Regions from separate parts of the Sus scrofa genome. Here region 2 is linked to region 1. The links are chromatin contacts, called in public Hi-C maps. All regions are on one chromosome and are shown on one strand. Each heading gives the region's core, a stretch centred on a gene start, on an enhancer-like site or on the middle of the called end of the contact. The rest is flanking DNA. Distances are from core to core; before and after follow the strand shown.

Region 1 (6,042 bases), core at 1,354-3,853:
AACCATTAGACCACCAGGGAACTCCCACATGCTAGTATTCTGGATGGTTTGACAGAATCCAATAACATCGACCAACTGACCAGCACGTCCTTTTAGGCTCAGAGTCTAGAGAACTTCCACACTCCGAACAAGGAATCCTGTCCCAGAGCGTGACAATCCTGTGAAGCGATGTAACAGAAGAAAGGACAGTGCAGGCATCTTCCTGTGGTGCGATACTGAGCAGCAATTTTAAATTAAGCAGACTAGATCGGTATCTTTAGTACAGCATGAGCACTTTAAATATTTCACTGACTGATGGATGGATGGAATAATGTCTCTGTGCCTCCATTTCTTTAACTGTAAAAGGAGGATGGCAATAACTTTTTATTATTGCCCTTGGTGTAACTTGCAACAGCAGAGTTACGACTCAGAGTTGTTGTAACATTTTAAGAGAATGCAAGTGCTCAGAATGACACCCAGTATGCAGTACAAGCTATGTAAGTATTCAATGTTATGATACAGGTTTATAATACAGACAAAATGAGAGCTGGAGCCTAATGCTACTTGAAAGACATGCACAGGATGGATACACCTTAGTGTGAGAAGAGTCTTGATCTCCAGGCCCAGAAGGGGAATAGGATTAGGGAAATTTACAAACAGGGCTTTAGGATGCTTTATTCCTTTAAAACACGTTTGTTCTTCAAGAAACAGGTGTGACCTGGAGAAGAGACTTGCGTTCCCAGAAGGGAGGGGCAAGGGGAGGGGCATATTGGGAGTCTGTGCTCAGCAGATGCAAACTACTACACATACAATGGATAAACAACAAAGTCCTACTGTACACCACAGTGAACCATATTCACTTTCCCATAATAAACCATAATGAAAAAGAAAATACAAAACAGAACGTGTGTGTGTGTGTATACACATACGAATCACTCTGCTGTACGTCAGAAACCAACACGACACTGTAAATCAACTACACTTCAATTAAATAAAATTTAAAAAAAAAAAGAAACAGGGGGGTTCCTGTCGTGGCTCAGCAGAAATGAATCTGACTAGGATCCATGAGGATGCAGGTTTGATCCCCGGCCTCACCTGGTGGATTAAGGATCCAGCATTGCTGTGAGCTGTGGTATAGGTCACAGATGCGGCTCAGATCTGGCATTGCTGTGGCACAGGCCAGCGGCTACAGCTCAGATTCAACCCCTTGCCTAGAAACCTCCTTATGCTTCAGGTGTGGCCCTAACAAGACAAAAAAAAAAAAAAAAAAGAAACAAAACAAAAAAACAGGTCTGTAAGAAATATGGGATGTTAACAAGTACTAAACGTGGAAAAGTGTATAAACAGGTAATTGGTTCTATGTAGTCTCTGTACGGTCGTGTACTTTTAAAATATTTCATAAAGTACACCGAACATTACTCCATTCAAAATGACAAAAATCAATTTAAAAAAAAAAAATGTTTTAAAAGGGAGGAGGGCTAGAAAACTTTGGAGGACTTACTCCAGCTCGTCTCATGACATCTACAGGAATAACCGTCTCCATCTCCTCTGCTCCTTTAGCCAGGATGACCAGAGCCCTTTTAGAAGCCATTCTTATGTTGTATTTTCTGAAGACTTAACTGGAAAGAAAGAAAAAAAAAAGATTTCGGAAAAACTTTCACCCTCTAAGAGCCAAAAACTTTCAATTTAGAAACTTTTTTAAGCAGAGTAACTAAGTGCTCCTACAGAAAGGTTTTGATAGACAAGCACAAATGAATAGGAAGAAGCACTTTAGGGTTCCCAAAGAATTTCAGCTGCTGCTCTTTGAGGTGAAAACACAGTAAGGTTGCCACCACGTGTCATTATTGCTTAGATTTTGTTTTTTTTTAAATCCAATTTCCAATAACATATCACAGATGAGGTTTTCCAAGACCCAAGTTCCTAGGTCTTGCATTTCACACAATGCGGGGGAGATAAAACGCCTCCTTTTTCAAGCACTAGTTCACAAGGACGGGACTGAACTTTCACGGGTAAAAAACGAAATACACAGGTTTTAACTATTAGCCCCTGAAATTTTTGGAGGAATTTTTTTTTTTTTTTTTTTAGTTCCAATAACTGCACTGAAAATTCTGGGGCGGGGTGGGGGTTAACAGTGTTAAATATTTGAACACTTTTTTTTCTTAAATGACAGATTAAGATGGGAATCCCCCTCGTTAAACCCAATCCTGCTAGACTGTCTCTCTTTGCACTTAGCTCTCTTACACAGGAGAGCTGCTAAGCTAGGGTCTGAACAGCTTATAGCCTACTCTTTTTCTAGAGTTTGTTTTCCGTGCAAAACGGATTATAATAAAATGACGTCAGCAAACACAAGATTAACTAGCCCCAAGCGGGTGGGACGGTATGCACGCAAATTTTCGCAGCCGTAGAGCTGGTACCACGCCGGCGGCCGAAGGCGTCATCCGCTCACCCCGGGAGGCCGCCTGATTCCATTCGTGCTCCCCAAGGCCCTGAGCCTTGCGGACCCTCTGGGGCGCTCCCTTCCGCGGCCCCGCCACCCTCCAGCGGGGGCTCAGCACCCCCTCGCCGCCCCCAGAGCCACGGCCTGCGCACGCGCCGCGCTCCCCAAGGCCCCGACCTGAACCTCGCTTCTTCCCGCAGACGCAGCGCTTCGGCCCGTTCTGGTCCCTGCGAGGACAACTGGGCCAGAACCGGACTAAACGGGAATCTACCCGAGTACGCACGCGTGCCCCCAGGCTCTGGCCTCAGTCCCGCACCGCGCAGGCGCACGCCGTCCGGCTTGCCATCGCCCCGCACCGCGCAGGCGCACGCCGCCGGCCGGCATCCTCGCCCCGCACCGCGCAGGCGCACGCCGCCGGCCGACATCCTCGGCCCCGCACTGCGCAGGCGCACGCCGCCCGGCCGGCATCCTCGGCCCCGCATCCTCGGCCCCGCATCCTCAGCCCCGCACTGCGTAGAGATAGGGCGCGGGCCTCGCGTTCCGTCACATCCGGCCGAACCCAGCTTGGAGAACCTTGGGGTTCGCCTGCCTGTTGTACCCCTACAGTGCTCCCGGGCGCACCCTGAAATGAACCCGCTTTGTGCCTCAGCGTGGACGTGTTGTGCGGTCTAGAGAGCCGTGGCGGCTTTCTTTAAACACACAATTTAGCAAAACAGAATTGTTTCTTTACGTCGCCTGTGTGGACCTGGGTCTCCCTTTGCATTGTTCCTATTTCCTGGAGCTCCTTCTCGAACTATTAGGATTCTCCTCCGCACTATTAGGATTCTTCAAAGTCTTCCCAAGCTTCATCACCTGTTCCCGTGACTAATTGGGTTAGGATGGATAATTTCACGTGTATTAGTTTCTCAAAAAACAATTTTTTTTTTAAGTATTCCAATGCTGCTTCTGCATCCACAGGATTAGTGTGACCGCTGAGCACATAATTCAGACCTATCTCCAGGTGTACCTGGGAGATAACACATGGGTCCCAGACAACCGCTATAAAGCAGCTATGCAATAAAGGAAGACAGGACTTTTTTTGGTTTTCTAGTGCACATAAAGTTACACTATAGTCTATTAAGTGGGCAATAGCATGTTTTAAAAAGTACATACCATATTTTAAAAATACCTTATTCCTGGAGTTCCCCTTGTAGCTCAGCGTTGAGGAACCCAATTAGTATTCATGAAAATATGGGTTCTATCCCTGACTCGCTCAGGGGTGTTAAGTATCTGGCATGGCGGTGAGCTGTGATGTAGGTCGCAGGTGCAGCTTGGATCTGGCGTGGCTGTGGCTGTGGCAGGCAGCTGTAGCTCCCATTCCTCCCCTAGCCTGGGAACTTCCATATGCAGCGGGTGCGGCCCTAAAAAGCCAAACAAAACAAAATAAAAAAACCCACGGTAGCCCTCCCAAATTTCCCTATAAAATCTAATACAAGCTGGCCTTCCTTTCATCTCCTTGCAGTTGCCTATGGTTCGCCTTAGTTGGCTTGTCCTGAATTGCAATCCTTCTACTATTCGTTAAACTCATCTTGGCTAGCTAAAGGCCTTGTTATTTTATTTTTTTAAGAGCCACAATCTCAAAGTTTAGTTTTGGAAATCTTTGAATATTGCTACTTTTGCTAGTCTCCAAATCCAAAATGATAGCGGTTACATTGAGCAGAGGTCTCGCATCTCTGGCAGCAGGTCCCTATCCAGTTCCATTTCCGCATCCTAGGTAACAATGTTACTCATTTCCACTATTGCTTTTTGCATGCACAAGCAGATGCAAGTGTGTACTATTATTTTCCTTCTTGCTCACAGAAATGTAGCAGAGCATTTATATCGTTCTGCACTTCCTTTCCTGTTGCCACTACCTTCTTGGGAATATCTTGGAGATTTTCCATATCAAAAAGAAATTCCTCATTTTTCTCCCTGGAGAGATAGTATCCCTTTGTGGACACAGTTTATTTGCTGGTGCCCTACTGCTAACACTTAGGTTATTTCCAACTGATTTCTGCCAACAGCATACACTGAATGACCACATTCATATGTCCTACTTGCGCAGGTATAACTGGAGGGTAAATTCCCAGAAGGGGGAAGTGCATTTGAGCAACTCCATACAAGATGAATCACTTATCATTCTCACCAGTAATATATGAAACCAAACAGGTTTTTACATTTTATATTTCTTACATGTTGATACATTTTGAGTTACATTTTTTTTTTTTATTATTCTTTTTAGGGCCACACCTGCGGCAGATGGAAGTTCCCACATGCTAGGGGTTGAATCAAAGCTGGAGCTGCCAGCCTATACCACAGCCACAGTAATGCCACATCTGAGCCACATTTGTGATCTACACAGCAGCTTGGTGCAATGCTGGATCCTTAACCCACTGAGCGAAGCCAGGGATTGAACCTGCATCCTCATGGATACTAGTTGGGTTCTTAACCTGCTGCCCACACTCCTAAAAAAGTTTTTTAAAAAATGTCAGTTTTTAAAGTTTCAATTTAGATATTAAACCTATGTTTACTTTCAAGAAATAACATGCTGTTTTTCTTTGTTGGTTTGCAGAGCACTTTCATATATTTCATGTGACCCTTACAATCGGGGTGAGAATGGTTTTGATTTAATTTTTTAAATTGTACGTAGATTTATATATGCAATTAATTTATGCACTACTCTGCACTCAAGCAAAAAAATTTAAGTGTCTTCAATCATTTTGCACTTTAAGAAGAAAACGTTTTGGGTGTTCTAGAATGACTTCATCTTTGGCTGTCTGCAAAGGATGAAGGCAAAAGTCACCTCCTTTTAATTTTGAAGGGGTGTGGGAAACAGGAGAGACAGAGAGGGAGAGAAGGCAAGTGGTCAGACATGCCTCAAGAACCAATGAAAGATTCAGGTCTACAGGAGGAAAACCAAGAGAAGACAGGCTGTTTTGCTCTAGTGCCTGTACTGAATTCTTATACAGAAATGAACATGCTGATGGCCTGCTGCAGCATGAGACAGTCAGAATAAAAATGGCAAGACAATGATAGTTCACTGAGAGAGAGAAAGAGTCTGAGTTAACACTGCTGGCACATCTGCACTGCCTTCAGGCTCTCAAAGGGACCTGAGTCAGAGTGAATTTTTATCAAATGAATATAATACATACAGTTTTTAAAACTCAAAAATAATATTTAGGGTAGATTGGGTTTTTATTTACTTATTTTTTATTTTTGGCTGCAGCATGCAGCAGCTTGATGTAGGATCTCAGTTCCCAGACTAGGGATTGAATCTGGGTCGCAACGGTGAAAGCGCTGAGTCCTAACCACTAGACCACCAGGGAGCTCCCTAGATTGGATTCTTTTCCAGAAATATTTACTCTTTCCTCTTCCACCTGCAGCCCCTTGACTTTGGGTTTGTCCTTGCTTTGGCTAACGTGACATGACCTGATCAAAGCCCTGAAAAGCAGTGACCTGATGATTAGGCTGGCTTTCTTGTGCTTTTGCGTTGCCATAAGAAGAGCCTTCCTCCAGGGAACAGAATGTAGTACCTAGATTTCATTACACAGCAATTGCCCACTGGCACCTTGAAAGGCTCATCATGAAAAAACGGCAGCCTTTTGAAT
Region 2 (6,042 bases), core at 2,212-4,711, 53 kb before region 1:
CCCGGCGGGTGAATCTGGGCTCTCAGCAGCCTGTGGATTTTAAAGTACGCTACCACGTTGATTGGAAATACTGTGTAATACATGTGCCCAGATGTTTCCAAAACGTAAAGTGGCAACTAAACTGATAACCTATATGAAATTCAATTCTTTCATTGTCATGTATTTTTTCATACATGCACACATCTATAGATTGGTAAAAAAAAAAGTGCATAACTGCATAGATCATGAATAGATCCTCTTATCCTAGGACAAAGAGGATAATACAGAAAATGACTCACTTTAATATATGTCTTTATGAACAGAGCCGAAACACAAAAACATCTGTAAACAGTGTGGATAAACACCAAACTCTGTATCCTCTTCTATAGGAGTTACATAATATCAAGATATAAATCTGGAAGGGTTGTGAGATCCTTATCACAGGTATGTCTGCTCACACCTGACTTGTGTGGATGCTGGCCGAGGAGGAAAAGGAACAATGGTCCTTAGGAAAGCAGAGACTGTGGTTGTGAGTTTCTGAGCCAGAACCTCCCCCTGTTCTCACTCCAGGGACAGCCTCTTCTCACTCTAAAAGAACGGCAAGTGCAAAGGGACAATCTGGGACAATGCGATGCAAGTCTAACATTTTCAAAGTCATGTTGAGGGGGTTTTTTATATTAAATAAAATCAGCTAATAGAAATTCCTTGGGAGGTGGCCTCAAAATTAGATGGATTGGGAGTGATGTAAAAACATTGTCTGGGAGTTCCCACTTGGCTCAGTGATAACAAACTCAACTGGTATCCATGAGGATGAGGGTTTGATCCCTGGCCTCGCTTGGTGGGTTAAGGATCTGGCATTACTGTGACCTATGGTGTAGGTCACAGACGAGGCTCAGATCTGGTGTTGCTGTGGCTGTGGCGTAGGCCATCAGCTGCAGCTCCCATTCGACCCCTAGCCTGGGAACTCCATATGCTTTGGATGTGGCCCTAAAAAGACAAAAAAAAAAAAAAAAGTCTGATTTACGGTTTACGGGACATAAATTAAAATGTTAGATGCAGTACAGAGAATTTTTTTCCCCAAACCTCTAGTGTTCTATTGAAAGTCACTAAGTGATCATTTGATACGCTTAATATGTTAATGTCACTAGCATTTTGTGTTTAAACTTTTCCCCCCAGTACTGTACAGTATTATTGACATGTCAGTGTCATTACAAAACATAACTAACAGAGTCTCAGATAAAAGATTTGCGGGGTGTAATTCTTCTCATGTGATTCATCCACAGCTGAGAAAGCCATTCTGTAGGAGTATAACTGTAAGCAAAATTCAGCAAAGCGCTTAGCCATCGCTGGTTCTCCCTCCCCCCAAGAGAGAGCCCAAGATGTTTCTTTTGCAAGTTTTAAATAGATCGGAAGAAGAAAATCCAATTAATCCAGCATGACTCATGTGATTTTTGTGATTTTTGAGAATTTACCAAAACATGAGCACATCCCACAGCTGTCAACCCTATAGCAAGACTCCTATTGATCTTCCTTGAAAGAAGGGGTGTGTTTGATGGTTACTGTAGTCATTATCACTGTTTAATGAATAGGAGAATGTAAAAGCAGGCCAACCGGGCCAAAGCACAAATTACAACTGTGTTGTGGTGACTTGAAATAGCGTAACTAGGGTTCCTTTTGGCTGAAACTTGAGCTCGTCTAGTTTCCCATTCAGTAAATGCTGAACTGTGAGGTCTGAAAGGATGTTCTCTGGAAAGTTCTCAGGCTGATCCTTTTTTTACACGGATAACAGCGTATGGGTAAGTGATAAACATAAATGAAACAAAAATAGGGGGAAAAACATCCAGATGGACTTTCTGTGAATCCAAAAACCTAGTTAATTGGGCGAGAAAACTAGCAATTAGTTGTGAATCATGTTCATGGTTCTAAATAACAGTAAATGAATAGCAATACGAAAGGTTAACAAAAAGATGGCATAACCGAATTGTTCTTAAGCAGCGTGAAAATGATCCAAGTGCCCCTGCGGTCCAGAAGGAACCCATCAGAATGGAGGGGAGAGTTCTGCTTAGTATTTATTTCACCAATAAAAGAAGGCAAAAGGATACTTCAGAGTGTGTGTGTATGTGTGTGTGTGTGTGTGTGTACGCATGTGCTTAAGGCCTTGAATTCGAAATCAGGCCTTTGAATTAAATTTAGAAGAATGTAAGTAAATAATAGGAGAGAAAAGGCAAATCATTTCAGGGAGTGCAAAGTTAATAGTTAACCTGGTAATGAGGTCGGAATCTCACTCCATATGTTAAACCACCCCAATTAGGTAGCACTAAATGTCTAACTATCCTGCGTTATTGCTGAAAGGCAAGACTGGGCCTCTGCAGAGACCAAAGAGGTCAGCAGCAGGTCTCCGGCCTCCACTTAATGGAGAGTACCATTCAGCGGATTTGTTCTAGCTAAACCTGGAGGGTTTCTGTCTGTTTGCTTTTTTTCTTACTTTAGTTACTCTTGGTTTGTTATCATTTGTATTATTTATTTTACGGTTAAACTATAAGCCTAAGTTGCATCACCGGCGCCCCGAGAAACCTCCTCCAGCAGGCTTGCTGGTGTTCTGTCCTTGGGCATCCGTGGCTGCCCTGATGCCAAAAGATGTTGAGGTCGGTGTGGGTCTGTTAAGTAAACAGGAGAGTGGGCACTCAGGCAGATGCCAGGCTGGGGGTGGGCAGCCCTCTCCGGGTCAACTGCCACCAGGGCCTGGCCTCCATCGACAAACCTGTGGTCAGAGGAGAGGCGGCTGGGCACTGGTCCATGAAAGGCCCTCACCAGTATGGCCTCGCTACCCCTCACTGTCTCACACTGTCCCACACCATCCCTTCTCTCCCATGCTGTCCCCTCTGGTCCCACGCTGTCCCTCCCTGTCTTGCACTGCCCCTGGATGTCCCTCCCTGCCCCACACTGCCCTCCCACGCCGCGGCCTGCGGGCCTCGTGGTGAGCGCGGGGCCTGCAGGCTGCAGGGGCAGCCCCGCAGAGGCCCCGCTCGCCTTCTCCGGTGCCCTCAGCCCACCCACGCGCGGCGGCCCGCGGACACAGGAAGACAAAACCCTCCTCGTGGATGGTAACGATGTAACTAACTCCCGCGCGAGGCGCGGCGCCACCTTTGGTTCGAGCAGGAATCGCGGCCGCGGCCAGGAGGTTCGCCCACTTCGGAGGAAAATTCAGGGTGAGGGGTTCCGGGAGCTGGGCAGCGGCCGCCAGGATTCAGCCGAGAGGAGGTGTGAAGGCCGCGGCGGCCGAGAAACACATCCAGCGGGAGACAAAAGGTTGCTGCCCCTTAGGGCAGCGCGATGCAGGTGGACCCCACGCGAGCGCCTCGGCCGTGACATCGCCCCTTTAAGCGGCTCGCAGCCGGGATTGGCTGCGCCGAGGAGGTGGGGCGGTGGGTGGTGACGTCACGGACCCGCCCACCCGCTATATAGCGAGGCGGCGGCGGCATCGGCGACGGCGGCCGAGTGCGAGTGGGGAACGCGAGCGCGAGTGAACGGCTAGCGAGTGGCGAGGCGCCTGCGCGGTGTCCGGGCCCCTGAGCCCGCGGCGCTGAGACAGCCGGGACGGACATGCGCGGGAGGGCGCCGTGGGGCAGCCGCGGCTCCGCTGGGGTAAGGGGCCTGCGGGCCGGGGGCGGGGAGGCTGGCGCCGCGCCCCTCGGGGCTCCGGGCGGCTCCCGACGCGGGGCGGGCCCCCCGGGCGCCGAGAGGGTCGCCCGGCGCGGAATCTCCCGGGACAGAGGGAGGGGCCGGCGCCGGGGACGCGGTTCCCGGTGCGGCGACCTGGGGTCCTGCGCCCGCGGGCTGGCGGCGGCCTCGGGCTCTTTCCTCCTCCGCGCGGGGGCTGCGCCGGCAAACCGGGTCCTGGGAGCGGCGGGGGCCCGGAATCCGCAGCGGTTCTGACCCGCGCTCCCACTGCCTAGTCTCGGCGACGACGCTCATCCCCGGTCGGTGTTCTTAATTCATGTGGGCAGCTCCGTGCCTTCCTCCTCTTCCTCCCCCCAGTACGGGGTTCTGTGCTCTGAACGTCCTAAATTCTGCTTCACAAGGAAAGGAGCTGCAGAGTTCTGTGTTTGAAAGGTGAACGCTTCTTGGGTATTTCTCGTGTGTGTGTGTTTTTATGTGTATATCATAGCTTTGTACAAATTAGATGACTCTTTTACCGTGATTGGTACTGTATCGGTGCTTGCGAAGTCTGTATTAAGGTTTCATCATCGCTTGAAAGAAACCAGTCTCTTACCTGATAAAAAAATATGAATAGATTGTTAGTCATAAACTTAAGTGCCGTCAGAATAGAGACTGTAGCTTTAAAAGAGATGTGTTGGTGACTTTAGGTACACCTGCAACACAGGTAGGGCAGGACTGGTTTCTAGGCAACTGTCAGGGGTGAAGAAAGGTGAGGTTAAAATGATTTTTTTTTTCCTTCTGGAGAACAAGTGTTCTGCAGAAGTTTTAAGCTCTCGTAAATCTCTTCCAAATGCAGTGGGGATACATGTGAGAGAATGAAGCATCTAAAGTCCACCATACCTAGTCTTGCCTTCTGTCTTTCTGTCTTTCTTTTTTAACCCTACTGGAGTTATATAGGTGCACGTTTTCCTTAAACAAAGGCATTTTGGTACCTGTGTCAATAAATGACTAAATATTGCTAAGACCAAAATAAAAGAAGTCGGGGTTTCTTGTTAACATGCTGACTATGATTGGTTATCAGTATGTTATCAGCTAAGCTCTTTGAGCAGATTTAAAGAGAAATACATACAGGCTGTAGCATGGAGTTCAAACACTGGCCGTCATTACCCTCTTCCCAGAGAGGTTTCTTTTCGGCGGCTGTGTGTTCCCGTGGACACTGATAGGTGGGAGGAGGTCTAGGACTAACCATTTATAACCCAACAGATATTAGATTGTAAACTCCTTAAGGGCAGGAACTCTGCCTTGTACAGCTTCTATCTTATGCAGCTTTGTACATAGTTGATGATTGATAAATAATTGCAGGGAAGCATATTTTACATTTTAAAGCTCAGCGGGATTGGACCAGTCACTGATAAGGGTCTGAAAGCAAATCTTGTTTGGTTTGGTTTTTTTTTTTTGTTTTTTTTTTTTTTCTTTTATGGCTGTTATGAAACATCTGGATGATTTATATTTTTGACAGGTAGAATCTCCGTTTTGATGCATTGGCCTTCCTCCTTTGAGTTCACAGTGGATACTAGTCCCTCTCTGTGAGACTTAATTACACTGTAGACTTGAGTTTTTGCGTGGAAATAACCCTTAGCTGCTGCTGCTCAGAAGTCAAACCAGATAATACTTCCTTTCTGCTAATACTGATGGTAGCTTTTAGACAGCAAGTCACCTAAATTACAGGTACAATCTAACATGCTTGAAGCTGACCTGAATGTCTGCATACCATCAGGTTGCTCTAGAAGAGTGAGCAGAGGAGGGAAAAGGTGGTGCCGAGGGTAATTCCTGGAATCTGAATGTCATAGGCTCCCTCTACCAGAGGAACAACTCTGATCTTAATCTAAATAAATTTGAATTGGTCCCTCATTGTCGGGATTCCTCTAGCATCCTTTAGTGTTGGTGTTTGGCCATGCTTTCTAAAAGCTGATGACTAGCTCCCTAGATGCAGGAAATCCCTTTGTGGCATTCTGGCATTATTCGCACAGTGGAAACTCATGCTTGGTGAAGACAGATAAAACTGGTGAGTTTCAAGGTTCAGAACACACGTTACTAGCTGAGTACCGAAATTTGTTTTGAGATAGGGGAAAGTGAGTGTGGGATTCAGATTTCAGAAGGAAAAACCAGATGCTGCAACTTGGAGTCCTTGTTGATACTTTAATCCAACCCCTTAGACCATCAAATCGGGCAGTATATGACTAAAAGGGCACGGATCAGATTGTTGAAACTGGGGGTCTGGCCACGTGAATGAACCCTTTTCTGCCCAGAGTGCCGTGATGCAACGCAGCATCGAAGTTGAACCGAGGGAACGGGACGAAGGTGAGGCTCAGAAGACACTGTTGAAAACCCTCAGACAATGCA

What was found. A called contact is a pair of places that touch in the nucleus more often than the background predicts.
Region 2: a contact with region 1 is called in a Hi-C map of liver, with 6 times the contacts expected there. The contact joins the promoter of ERRFI1 here to the promoter of PARK7 in region 1. A contact is called at or near these places in 1 of 5 promoter capture datasets (liver), 15 of 47 Hi-C or Micro-C datasets (alveolar macrophages, brain, embryonic fibroblasts and 8 more) and 1 of 2 datasets of contacts at active chromatin or transcription factors (alveolar macrophages).

Annotation. Positions count from the first base shown.
Region 1 is chr6:68,625,888-68,631,929 of Sscrofa11.1, reverse strand. It overlaps PARK7 (Parkinsonism associated deglycase), which reads right to left and starts at 2,603. Exons shown (of 7, transcript NM_001078663.1): 1 at 2,594-2,603; 2 at 1,481-1,598. The coding sequence starts at 1,570. It overlaps TRNAE-UUC (a tRNA gene), which reads right to left and starts at 20; the gene lies at 1-20.
Region 2 is chr6:68,680,048-68,686,089 of Sscrofa11.1, reverse strand. It overlaps ERRFI1 (ERBB receptor feedback inhibitor 1), which reads left to right and starts at 3,461. Exons shown (of 5, transcript XM_021095275.1): 1 at 3,461-3,624.